Regions from separate parts of the Mus musculus genome. Here region 1 is linked to region 2. Evidence: chromatin contacts called from public promoter capture Hi-C data. All regions are on one chromosome and are shown on one strand. Each heading gives the region's core, a stretch centred on a gene start, on an enhancer-like site or on the middle of the called end of the contact. The rest is flanking DNA. Distances are from core to core; before and after follow the strand shown.

What was found. Capture Hi-C pulls out chosen DNA fragments and counts their contacts.
Region 1: a promoter capture Hi-C map of liver shows a contact between it and region 2. The contact joins two enhancer-like sites. A contact is called at or near these places in 11 of 39 promoter capture datasets (the HPC-7 cell line, cranial neural crest, embryonic stem cells and 7 more), 1 of 15 datasets of contacts at CTCF or cohesin (the NIH/3T3 cell line), 9 of 484 Hi-C or Micro-C datasets (the HL-1 cell line, bone marrow-derived macrophages, cortical neurons and 4 more), 8 of 115 datasets of contacts at active chromatin or transcription factors (embryonic basal ganglia, embryonic forebrain, embryonic hindbrain and 5 more) and 2 of 9 other capture datasets (adipose tissue and liver).

The regions. Positions count from the first base shown.
Region 1 is chr5:99,523,497-99,529,499 of GRCm38.p6, forward strand. All of the region lies in intron 2 of A930011G23Rik (RIKEN cDNA A930011G23 gene), which reads right to left. Among named protein-coding and RNA genes, the nearest start is that of Gm35253, 16 kb to the left of the region's middle. Within about 2 kb of position 3,680, at least 21 of the 459 cell types and tissues checked have an H3K27ac peak or open chromatin away from gene starts, as enhancers often do. A contact at or near this core is called in liver, where this site is marked.
Region 2 is chr5:99,232,812-99,239,218 of GRCm38.p6, forward strand. Rasgef1b (RasGEF domain family, member 1B) reads right to left here. Exons shown (of 14, transcript NM_181318.4): 5 at 1,665-1,877; 6 at 1,104-1,178. Among named protein-coding and RNA genes, the nearest start is that of Rasgef1b, 17 kb to the right of the region's middle. Within about 2 kb of position 3,815, at least 29 of the 459 cell types and tissues checked have an H3K27ac peak or open chromatin away from gene starts, as enhancers often do. A contact at or near this core is called in liver, where this site is marked.

The DNA.
Region 1 (6,003 bases), core at 2,430-4,929, 290 kb after region 2:
AGTTCAAACTGGCCAGAGACTGAGCCAGCTAGAGCTCACAGCTTAATGCTTGTTAAAGCTTGATCCTTCTCTGGCATCAAGGGGAGGGGAGGCCCTTGGTCCTGTGGAGGCTCGATGCCCCCATGTAGGGAGATGCTGGAGTAGTGAGGCAGGTGTGGGTGAGTGGGTGGAGGAGCACCCTCATAGAGGCAAAGGGAAGGGGGATAGGATGGGGGAATTGTGGAGGGGAAACTAGGAAGGGGTACATTTGAAATGGAAATAAAATAACCAATTTAAAAAAAAAAAAAAAAGCTCGACCCATATACTTCATTTCATCTTTCCCTCCAGTCTCCCAAGTTTTTCTTTTCTTTTTTTTTTTTAGATATTTTCTTTATTTACATTTGAAATGTTATCCCTTCCCTAGTTTCCCCTCTGAAAATTCCCTATCCTCTCCATCCCTCTGCTCCCCAACACACTGCTTCCAGGCTCTGGCATTCTCCTATACTGGGGCATCGAACCTTCCCAGGACCAAAGGCCTCTGCTAAAGCACCTCTTATAAACTTGTACATTCAAAACACAGCACCTCAAAGGAAGTAATAAAAAAATAAAAAAATAAAAAAGAGCCCCTGACGGCTCCCTTGTTTCCCCCAGAACTACAGGCCCTCTCAAGGTCAGCAACTCTTTTTACTTTAATTTCCCTTTTCTTTTTCTGCTTAAATAATGGAACTCTGACTTCCATATTAGCACTCTTAGAAGAAACACAAGGTAAGAGTTTTTCTCTGCCTCAGAAGAGCTCTGTCTGCCGCCCTGCCAAGGTCTTTAGCTGAGGGACAGAGGCCCCCAAATATCACAGAATTTAATCAACTTTGAGTATTAATCTTACCTAAATATTAATCTCAAAAGATTCACAGAAATATCCAGAATATACATAAGCAAATATATATATTGGTACTGGCTACTCTTGCAGAAGACCTGAGTTCAACTCCTAGCATATACAAGGCCACTCACACCTGTCTTTTAGTCCAAGCCCAGGCGATTCAGTGTCCTCTCCTGACCTCTGTGGGCACCGGGCATGTACATAATACACAGCCATCCATGCAGGCAAAACACCCCCACACAAAATAAATAAATAAAACACTGTATCTCCTACTCCTGCTAGATCTGCATTCTTATATCTACTTTGACATAATAAAAATATTCCCAAAGGTCCTTTGTGTGCTTGCGACGGGTGGTAGGGCAGGCGGGTCTCCCGTTTCTGGTCTCCCTAAGTGCCTGATGGTCTCTGGTGGGCAACAGTGTTGCCTGTTCACTCCCTGAGACTCTCCAGCATGTCAGGCAGGTGACATCTTACCTTGAAGACTCCTATTCAGTTTTAAATTTTATCAAACACTTTGAGATAAATCTTTCTTACATAACCAACTTTGGAAACCACTGGCACACTGAAAATAATCGCACACAGCCTCTTCCTGTCAAAAGCCAAACAAAAAACAAAGAACAAAAAGCACAAAAACAAAACAAAAAAATTAACAAAGATCTTGCTGCTTCGAACTGCTTATGAAAGAGGAGATAATGGGCCAAGACACACTGAATTACTTCTTGTTCTGTCAATCATCCTTTCCCACGAACCTCTGAACCCATTCACTAAGACTTCATTTGCCCAACTGTCCTTTACGGAGCCCATTGAAAGACACATGAGATAGAGCAACTAAGAAAACTCACTTTGAAGTTCACTTCCATGCACCCTTTAAGGGCATCTGGATATAGTCTCTGGGAACAACTTGCAAAGCCCTCTGAGAACATGGATCAGGGTGGTTGTGAAGGAAAATTAACCTCCGAGCAATATCTCACTTTGAGACTTAAGTCAGAGTTCAAACTCATTGGGATACCCGCCACCCCATTGGCTTTTTAAAATTCAAGTTGTCAAATAAGATTCACCTAATCATATATACAGCATTCTTATCTGGGTATTGCTAGTTAAATGACTATCACAGCAGCTAAAGCTTAGAAGAACAGAGCAATGGTCATCACTTAAAGGTCTGTGGAGGGAGAGAGAACGGAGAGAAAAACCTAATAAATGTGACTGTAAATAATTGTATATTTATTAGTGAACCACTGAATGGGCTCAGCAGTGTTTCAGTGTGAATCCACATTCCTCTGCATTTGCCTGAGTCTCTGTCTGGATCTCTATGTTCTCTCCCTGGAGGAGAGGGACATGCAATGTGAGCCTTTCCTCCTTGTTTTCTTAGAAGACTGACCCGGAGGATGCTCAAGGAGCCAGAACCTTGAGTGGTGCACTCACCAAGGACACCATGAAGTTAAAGCACCATGCTCACACATCAGAATGTTAACCTGATATACAGTCTTACCACCGACCTACCATCTGCTTTCCCAAGATAAGAAAGGCTGTGTCTCAAGAACCATTTCCAAGGCTGTGTCTGCATTCCTGAGAGCTAAGCAATGATCTAATTATATTATTATTACTCACTTAGTTTATTTTGGTTTTGTTTTAATTTTCGGGGTAAGCAGATTGGAAAGTAGGGGGACGAGTGATCACACTGTCTATTGTTTCCTGAAAGATCTCACTGTAGTCTGTTTCCCAGGGATGTGGTAATAATGGCTGCCCCACAGATCAGGGCAAAGAAAAGAGTAAAGACAGAAATCCGATTTTTCATAAGTAGGGGTTAGAGAGATGGCTCGGGCAGCTGAAGGCACTTGCTAATCTTGTAGACGAACCACATTTGGTTCTTAGAACCAACATGGAGGCTCAAAACTGTCTGTGACTCCAGGTGTGGGTGATTGGGTGCTGCCTTCTGTCCTCTGCGTGCACAGGGCACACAGAGGATATGCGTACAACATCCATGCAGGCACGTGTACATATGACAAAAAAATAAATCTTTATAAAGGAAGATATTCACAAATGAGCCTAGGTGTGTGGTATGCCAACCCTGTTCTTTCTCTTCCAATGTGATTCCTGGAAGAAACTAATTTGTCCATGATACATCTGTCCACTGTGGCTCTCGAAGGCCTTCTTTCCTGGACTTGGGTCATCACTGATCGACTAGGCTAAATATTCCGTCCAAAGCATCCACCCAGGCTTGAAACCAGGAGTCTCTCGACAAAGCTCAGCACTAATAACTTCAGGGTTGACAGACAGTCCACCACATGTTCTAGCCAGCAAAGGAAGATGGCCCCAAAGGAAATGAAGCCACTGAGCTGGAATCAGAGACCTGAAAATCCCAATGTCTACTCCTAGTCCCTTTCTGAAGCTGGACTACCTTCCCAACTCTCAGACCCATTCCTGGTGTCTTAGAAACAAGCCATGGTTGTTCATTAAACCTCTTGGAGTTAATTTCTACTCCCTTCAGCCCAGCCCCCATGCTGATACCACGAGGGTTTATTTTGGTTTGGGGAAGGATAAGGAGCCACACTGTCGCCTTTCTGGTCAGACACAGTCGTTGTAGAAATTACCTCTTTCCCATGGAGTCCTCTGAGCCGAGACTGGAATTTGGTACATTAGTCATACCTACATTCCACCATCTCTGTCACCTTCTTTACGGAGCAAAGTCCTGCATGAGTGGTGTTCTGAACAAATACATTGTTTGACAGGAGGCAGCCATGCCAAGGATCTAGGCCTTGAACTTAGGGGAAGTTGGCAAAGCTTTTCTCCTAGGTGAGGCTACAAAAGACAACGCCCTCTTCAGTCCCAAGCATGAGTGTTTACAAACGACTGACCAGTATGAGCTACAAGAACAACTGCAGAGGCCTCCTCCCAGATGTGCTGTGCAGAACAAACAGTCCGAGGTTCTCAGTCACTGAGGTGGCTGGTGCCGCCTTACCAGAGTGCACACAGTCCTTGTGTCTGTCCTTTCTTCAGATCCTCGACGCCCTTAGACAGGATCCCAGGACCAAACTCTGTGGGATGAGCTCTCTTCTAACTACAGCAAGCTGAAATGCACTAATCTTGAATGTAAAAAAAAAAAAAAGTATATACAACATTCTCTTTGCTAGAGCCTAGCAGATGTGCAGCTGGCCTCTGAGACGTGTATTTTTTTTAATAGGCCATAAAAGGATATCATCCCCGTTGATGGGATTCTGTAGCCTCCTGGGGGAGGAGTTGCACATCATGAATATGTAAGAAGAGAAAGAATGAGCATGAGGAATGCTTGCTGACTTCTTAATTTCATTTTTATTCCCATTTTCCTTCTTAATCTCCTTGTGCAGAGCGAAAACCCACACTGGTTCATTACCTATCTCTCCATCTCTACCACAAGTCCATGTCCATTCTGTCTGCCAATCCCATGGCACTTCCTGATCTCCCAATGCATCCACACATATGTCTATAATATTATATTCTAAACACATCATTTGATGTGCATTTTACCTCTCTCTCTCCCTCCCTTCCCCTCTCCTCCCTCCATCCCCCTCCCCTTCTTCCCCCTCCCTCTCTATCTCTTCCTCCCCTCACTATGTCCCCCTTCCCCTGTCCCTTCTATGTCCCCTTCATAACCACCAGGCTATATATTTCAAGAGGCTGGGACTCACTGCTATAGCCCCAGTGCCTCCATCATATGGACGGGTCCAGATCCATGCAACAGATCTTTTATATTTCCGGCTTCTATTTCCTTGACTAACTGTGACTGGTGCAGAAATTAACAGATTACAGAGACAACGAGGCCTGATATTAGGGGTCAGAGTTTATTGTCCCCAGGCATTTCTTTCCTAGCCTTTCTGTTCCGTGATTTTACAAGTAGCCATACAGACTAATGGGAACCTCAGAACCTTTCAGCACATCTAACCAACACTTCAAGTTTTCTCCAAGTTCTTCAAGAATGGTTTTCTAGATTGAATAAAAGTATACTCTTAATTCAAACCTCCATTCGACTATCTTCTTTCTTTGGAATGTTTTGGGACTTCCCTTTATTCCTGTTTTTCCCTTTATATATCTTGTGACATGGCATTTATTTATCTAGCCAATAACTTCAGTCATGAATGCCAATAAAACTTTGTTATAGCAACTTGAATATGGATACAATCTCTAAGACCTTTTTTTACTCTTTAACATTAAAATTGTTTTCGTCCTGTTTGCCACAGTCTCCCCATATCATCTTCCTTTGATCCAGAACCAGGGGTGTGACTTGGTGGTGTGCGCTTTGTGTATACAGGCCCTGGGTTCAATGGTCAGGACCTAGAGAAGACTGTGCAGCACAAGGGTGAGCCCGTTGCTCTGCTGGAATGTTCTCTCCTCTGGGCGTTTGTGCTCTTCACTTCCCAGGCCATGCCTGATCTTATGAGAGTTTGTGACCTTGTCTTTTGGGATTACGTTTTGTCAGCTCTCCTTCCCGCTCTCCTGCATTTCCTGACTCAATCCTACCTTCAAAGCTTCTGCCCTGGATGTGACAGCCATTTCTAGTTCATAGGCAGAGTGCCCCTTTTCTTGTGTGTGTGTGTGTGTGTGTGTGTGTGTGTGTGTGTGTGCATGTATGTATGTGTATGCGTGTATGTTATATGCATGTATGTGTATATGTGTGTATGTGTGTGCATGTAAGTATATATGTGTGCATGTATGTGTATATGTGTATGTGTATATGCATGTATGTGTATATGTGTGTATGTGTGTGCATGTAAGTATATATGTGTGTATGTATGTGTATATGTGTATGTGTATATGCATGTATGTGTATATGTGTGTATGTGTGTGCATGTAAGTATATATGTGTGCATGTATGTGTATATGTGTGTATGTGTATATGTGTATGTGTATATGCATGCATGTGTATATGTGTGTATGTGTGTACATGTAAGTATATATGTTGCATGTATGTGTATGTGTGTGTGTCGTGTGTATATTACATCATTGTGTGCATGGGGAGGTGCATGCTAGTGATGTGCAGAGGTCAGAGACCGATGCTGGTGTCTTCTTCAGTAATTCTCCACCTTATTTTTTTCAGACAAGTTTTCTCACTGAGCCTGGGGCTTAGTGATTTATCCAGACTGGCTGGACATCAAACCCAGAGAACTGGGACC
Region 2 (6,407 bases), core at 2,565-5,064:
ATTTCTGAGGAACTTGCCATTTTTAGAGTGAGCTACATAAGAAAGCCAAAAGGTTGCACGCCCCTCACCCTAAGAGTAAAGCAGGGCATACAATTCCCCCTTAAACCCTGGCATGTTTCACTCTGCTCTTGGCCGGGATGTGACTAGCTACTTGGGTTCCGACCTTGACTTCCCCTCTATGGTGGCCTAGAATCTGGAACTGTGAGCCAAACAAGCTCTTTCTCCCGGAGTTCTTTATTATCAGGGTATTTTATCACAGCAACAGAAATGCAGTTGGCAGGGGGTTTCATTCTCCAACAGCCTTGGGCTGCTCATACCAATTGCTATCAACACAGCAAGGGGAGGGAATACAGAATTTTGGAGCACCATTTACCCGAAGATAAATGGAAATCTACACCATGATGCTCTTGAGTAGGGTGAATGCCACACTGTTCATCTTAGCGTGGAGTTCAAGGCCAAGCTTGGGGAGGTTCATTAATCCTCTTTCCTTCCTTTCAGAAGACACAAACAAAACATTCCACTAGCCTCCTATTGAAAAACCCAGTCCTCACTTCCCATACTGAGAGAAGCTGGACCAAGGCGGGAAACAGCTGTTGGCTTGTCTCCCAGAGAGACTTCACCAGTAGATATAGCAGCTGCAGATAGCCTAACAACTCAAAGTGCTTCTAGAGGTCACTCTAGAATGGGGCAAATGTGTTCATGTGTTCATGAAATGTATAGTGTATGTCCAGTACCATGGTCTTTACATGTATGCAGATTCACTTCCAGAAAGGGGCCAGACCACCTGGAGCTTTTCAGGGCCAGAGAGGCAGGCTTGGTGCACATCCTGCCTCTCTGCTCCTGCTGCTGAACTGCGGGCAGACCGTTCTCTTAGATTTTCTTTCTGGCTTTAATCTGCTAAAACCATTAGGTTCTTATCGTCTTCTCTCACCAACACTGTGTCTGCTGGCCAGGAAGGGCTTATTAAATTCCCCAATAAGGAGGAAATGATGGAGTAGAACTATTGTATAGGCACTATTGTATAGACCCAACCCAAGACAAACCCCGATGAATCACAAAACAGCTAATGAAAACACGAAAACAAACAACTCGGTCCTGATTACCTTATCGTTGTCCAAAGGATCCTTCTGCACAAATGCCTGAACAAACTCTTCTGGGCCAATGTAATTGAGTCTCTCCTGGGACAAAAGCAGAAAATATTAAAGAAAGGGGAAGAAAACAGATGCCAACTCCCCTCTATTAATTTTGATGCTACCCCGCGTTTCTCAGACCAGGTTATAAAATGGGCTTTTAACCCTGAATACTTTCATCAGCTTCAAGTTGTGAAGAGGGGCAATGCTCTCCTTAGGTCAATGTTTCCTAAGACAGTTGAAGAATGAAGGAAATAATAAGCCAATAACAGGAAACTAATTAGAGGCAGAAAAAAGACCAAGAGATTCAGTAGACTCTGCTTCCCGTCTTGTTTAGGGTGTGTTTACGAGTAAATTCTCGGGATATCGGCATCCATATTCAGATGCCCACACAAATCACGCTCTGGCTGCTTTGTGGATGTTTCCCCTTTTGAGTGATTCTGACCTCTCTCCCGAGATTTACTATCAGCCAACAGTCTGGTTGCCAAAGCAAACTAGCTGTGGCTGCAAAGGGCAAAGCAGATAGCGCCTCACCAGCTCGATGTGGGTCAGCTGCTGGGCCAATGTGTAAGGGTCGCTGCAGACGGTCATGATGTCCCGCTGTATGGACTGGGGCTTGGTCTTCAGAACCGTGAGCCGGTCCGTGGCTGTGGAGCTGAGTTTGGCCAGGACTTCCTCATACTGGCTGAGGGCGGCGAGTTTTCGGATCAGACACTGCATCATCTGCTGGACGTTCTTCCGGTACGTCTGCTAGGAAGTGAAGGGAGGATGGTATTCTTGCCCTGCTTCTTCTCCAGCACTGTGAGGCCTCAGACACCCTGTCTTCAAATGCTCTGAGCTCTAGCAGCTAAACACCTAGGTTTCAATAACCTAGGTTCTCTCAGGTTGCTTGTGAAGATATAATTCAGGCTGGGCCTCAAAAACACCTCAGAAACTTCAGATTAGCTCTAGAGGTGGTCCAGCATAATGAGTACTACATACAACTAAGCGTGCTCTAGTGAAACTGTCTCTGTTCACTATCTCAAGGTGGATCATCGTCTTCCCATGATTTTACAGTCACCTACGGGGCTTCTCCATGCCTATAATTTCCAGCCCTGTTTTGCCAAGTGCACAGCAGCTACGTGACAAGAATGCACCATCACTGTCTAGTCCACCTTCCTGATCTTTCCCATCTACAGTGGAATTGGGTATTCACTCTTGTCATCTGACCTCTCTTGACTCACGTCCATTCCCTCCCGTGCACGGGTCAGTACTGATGTTCACTGGCATTCTCTCTCAGGGCAGCTCTCGCCACAATGCTACCACCAGATGCCACCTCATTGATGACTGCACCGTGCTATACTCATGACTCTTAGGAGGCATAGGTTACAAAGGTATTTCATATATTATAGGTAAATGTCGACCACTTGCCTCTAAAACACTCTTTAAAGCAAAGTAGTGACTTCCCAGTCAACCACTCTTTCTCCTTCCTTCCTTCCTTCCTTCCTTCCTTCCTTCCTTCCTTCCTTCCTTCCTTCCTTTGTTGAGTATAGTTATTTGATATGGAGTTATTCTGGTCTTTCTTTTCTATCCTCCAACTGCTAACAGCCAACCATCCTTCGAGGTAAATTATGATGCTCATGTTGGCAAGAGCCGTGCAGACTGACTCAATGCCAGCTGGGCACTTAGGCAGATAGCTCCACAGGAGGACAGACCCAGGGAGCCTACAGATGCGGGCAAGCCTATGCTTACTCCTCAATGGCTTTTTAAAAGGTGCCCAGTAGCATCTGCCAACATTTCGAAATTTGAAAATTGTAAGCCTAAAAGATATATTTTTTTTTCGAATTTGATACCAGCCAGAGATACATGAGAACCAGTCTCAAACAAATAAACAACACCCCCCCCCCCAAAGGAAAAAGCAAACAAACAAAACTTCAAACAATCTAGGTCCCACTGAGGATTAAGGTTGGAGGTTGTTAATTTGTATTTATCACTCAAAGAAAAATATGTCTTCCCTTGACATCCAAACGAGTCAAACGCAAGTACTGGGCTACGTTATACCCAGCCCAAGCTCACCTTCTCTAGCAACACTGAGATACACCAGAACTGACTTGTGATGTGTACTTTGATCTTCTCTACCAAACGTCCTTATAAATGTCTACATGCGTGTTCCTACTGCTTCTTAAAGCTATGCAACAGTTCCCAATATATGACTCTCCTTTAGACACGTTAGCTACATCATGTGGCACCCCGAGTAGAAAACATGTTACATTTTTTGCAGTCATTACAACTTATTTACAGAGGCTGGAGAGATGGCTCAGTGGTTAGAGCTCTTCCAGAGGACCTGGGTTCAATTCCCAGCACCCACATGGAGGCTCCACCGCTGTCTGTAGCTCCAGCTCCAGGAGTCCCAAAACCATCACACAGATACACAGGAAAGCCCAATGCCAACGCACACAAAACAACAGCAACAAAAACTAGTTACAAGCGTAGGCCACAACTGCCGTTACTGACATAAAAAGTGTATTTTGGGGTAGATAAGGGACATCTCGGTCAAATTTTTCTGAGAAGAGTTAAAGAGTACAAAAACAAAACCCAAACTGAATTCTCTAAGCCCACCATTCCTATGGGTGAGCTCAGCCATGCCTGAGTACATCTGAGCCAAGGAGCAAGGTACACACAAAGCTGGCATCACTAACTGCTGTTCACAGGAGTGGGGCTGGCATGTTTACTGTGTAAATGTTCTTACTCGATAGTCAGAACAGATTCCTACACTACTCGATTTATTGTAAATAAAGCAAAAGTCAGCCCAGTGCTCTTTCCTGGATACTAATGTAAGGAGCATGTGTAGAAAAGTTCCTTTCCACTTGGGAAAGCAAAACACTCATCTTTAAAATGTGCGTCATTTTACATCCCACACAAGATAGTCTATATCTCACACCTCGCCTCTCTCGACCTTCTCAGGGTCCCTAACTCAAGAGACTTTTGGTGGGAATGGCCACTTTTCTACCGGTCACCACCTGAAGGTCCCAGCAAAACAAACAAACAAACCAAACAAAACCAAAAATCCCAGTGGGCTGAGCAGGATGGGCTGCAGCTTGGGGCAGGTTTCTGCCTGAACTGGGATGAGGCACAGTCTGCGCAGCACACTGCAGATCCACCTCAGATGATTCTGGCAGGCAGCAATGGGTAGGAAGCGGAGCTCTCCTGAAAGGCTTATCAGGTGAAAGATTTGTGTTCTCCTCTGAAAAATGTCATGTTTGGAAAGAGGGTGGGGGAACTGCAAGTCACAGTGAACAAAAACCAACAGCAAGATATAACACAAAAAAGTACACAACGGAAGTATTGAAATCTGTGTGGAGGGAGAGGGAGGGAGGGAGAGGGGGTACTGTGACCCCTTTCAAAGCTTCCTGCTTTCGTCTGATGCTGTTTGAGAAATCAGGTCCTGTGAAGTTAAGCATGCCTCCTCACTGAGTCATGAATTGCTAAATATGTACTTATTCTTCTTTATAACTTCAGTTGCCAGCGACAGTAATTACCTGGCAAATAAAGGCTGAAGTCCTTATTACAAAGGCCAGCCCCTTAAGGAAGGGAAATTGCATGCCGCCCACTCCGGTCGTTTGTCATGAAATTCAATCATTAGTTTTATTTTGTGTGTCTTTCAGGCGAGCCCTAATAAAACCACTTCATCTGGGGCAAATCCCCAGGGGAGAAGCACATTAAGTCAAATTATGTGGAACTGTCCTAGCAGATCCTAAAGAACCTGACTAAATTATACACAGGGCACACCTGGACTCACCGATTGCCAAAAAGAAAATATCCCCTGAAGTCAGAGGCAAGAAGCAACAGGTCCCAATTCAAACCAAGGATTCTTCAACTGGGAGGAATAATGTTTCCCCATTCTCATAATTGACTTGCTTGTTCATTCAGTCATCTGTCCATCCACCATCCATCCACCATCCATCCATCCATCCATCCATCCACCATCCATCCATCCATCCATCCATCGAACATACATCCATCCATCCAACATCCATCTATCCACCATCCATCCATCCATCCATCCATCCATCCATCCACCATCAATCCATCCATCCATCCATCCATCGAACATACATCCATCCATCCAACATCCATCTATCCACCATCCATCCATCCGTCCGTCCATCCACCATCCATCCATCCATTCAAATATACTGGGAACCAAGTACATGCCCAGCATTAAATAGGAGTTAAAGAAACCATCGTGAACAAAGTGACTAGAGTCCAATGGAACAACAAACAATGAACTACAAGCCCTAGAGTGCCAGGAAACAAAAGGTATAAGTCAAAAATGGGAGGGTCTGTGACTTGGAGTCGTGGGAGGTCTCTCTGAGAAGAGAAATTTAGGTACTCGATAGCAGGGAGACTGCCAAGACTGTTAAGTGCAGCAAGGGCCTTTAACACATTAGCACAAGGCACTTAGCGCCATGATTTATGGAATGAGAAGGGAACTAGGAATTTAGAGGACTAGCCAGAACACACCCAAATCAAGCAACTGTTATGTGTGGAGCCAATTCCTAAATTCTGGATAAAAGCAGCCAAGAAATGGCAGCTATCCTGAAGCCCTGGCCAGTGAAGGCAGGCATGTCCTCCATGTACATGCGTTCAGTGTACTCCCCAGTAAATCCTGTTTACCTACTAATGAGCCAGCTGACCTCTCCATGCTGTTAACACAAGCGTATCAACATCAATGAGAAGTTGGGGTCAGAGGATGTCTGTCCCTTTCCTCCATTTCCCCCAATTCCTGAAGCTGTGACCTTGTGGATAAAGACCAGATCTCAGTAAACAAATGAAAAGAAACACTATGGTTTTTATTTCCATAAGAAAGACCAAAAGCCATCAATTTGGCATTTTCAAATCACTGCATTTTATCTTTAAAATTAATAATAATAATAATAATAATAATAATAATAATAAAGTCTAGAAGTATAGCTCAGCAGTTAAGAGCACCGACTGCTCCTTCAGAGGTCCTGACTTCAATTCCCAGCAACCACATCGTGGTTCACAACCATCTGTATGGAATCTGAGGCCCTCTTCTGGTGTGTCTGAAGAGAGCAACAGTGTACTCACAGACATAAAATAACTAAAATAGATCTTTAAATATAATAATAATAACCATGTATTTCTTTTATGGGAAGAAACAAGTTTAGAAGCAATTTCTAGTTCCTATCTCTGAGAAGCAACAGAGAAGAGATCGGCCGGCAGCATGGATAGCTCCGTATAATTGAACCAAACTGAAAAATTGACTGTGACTCA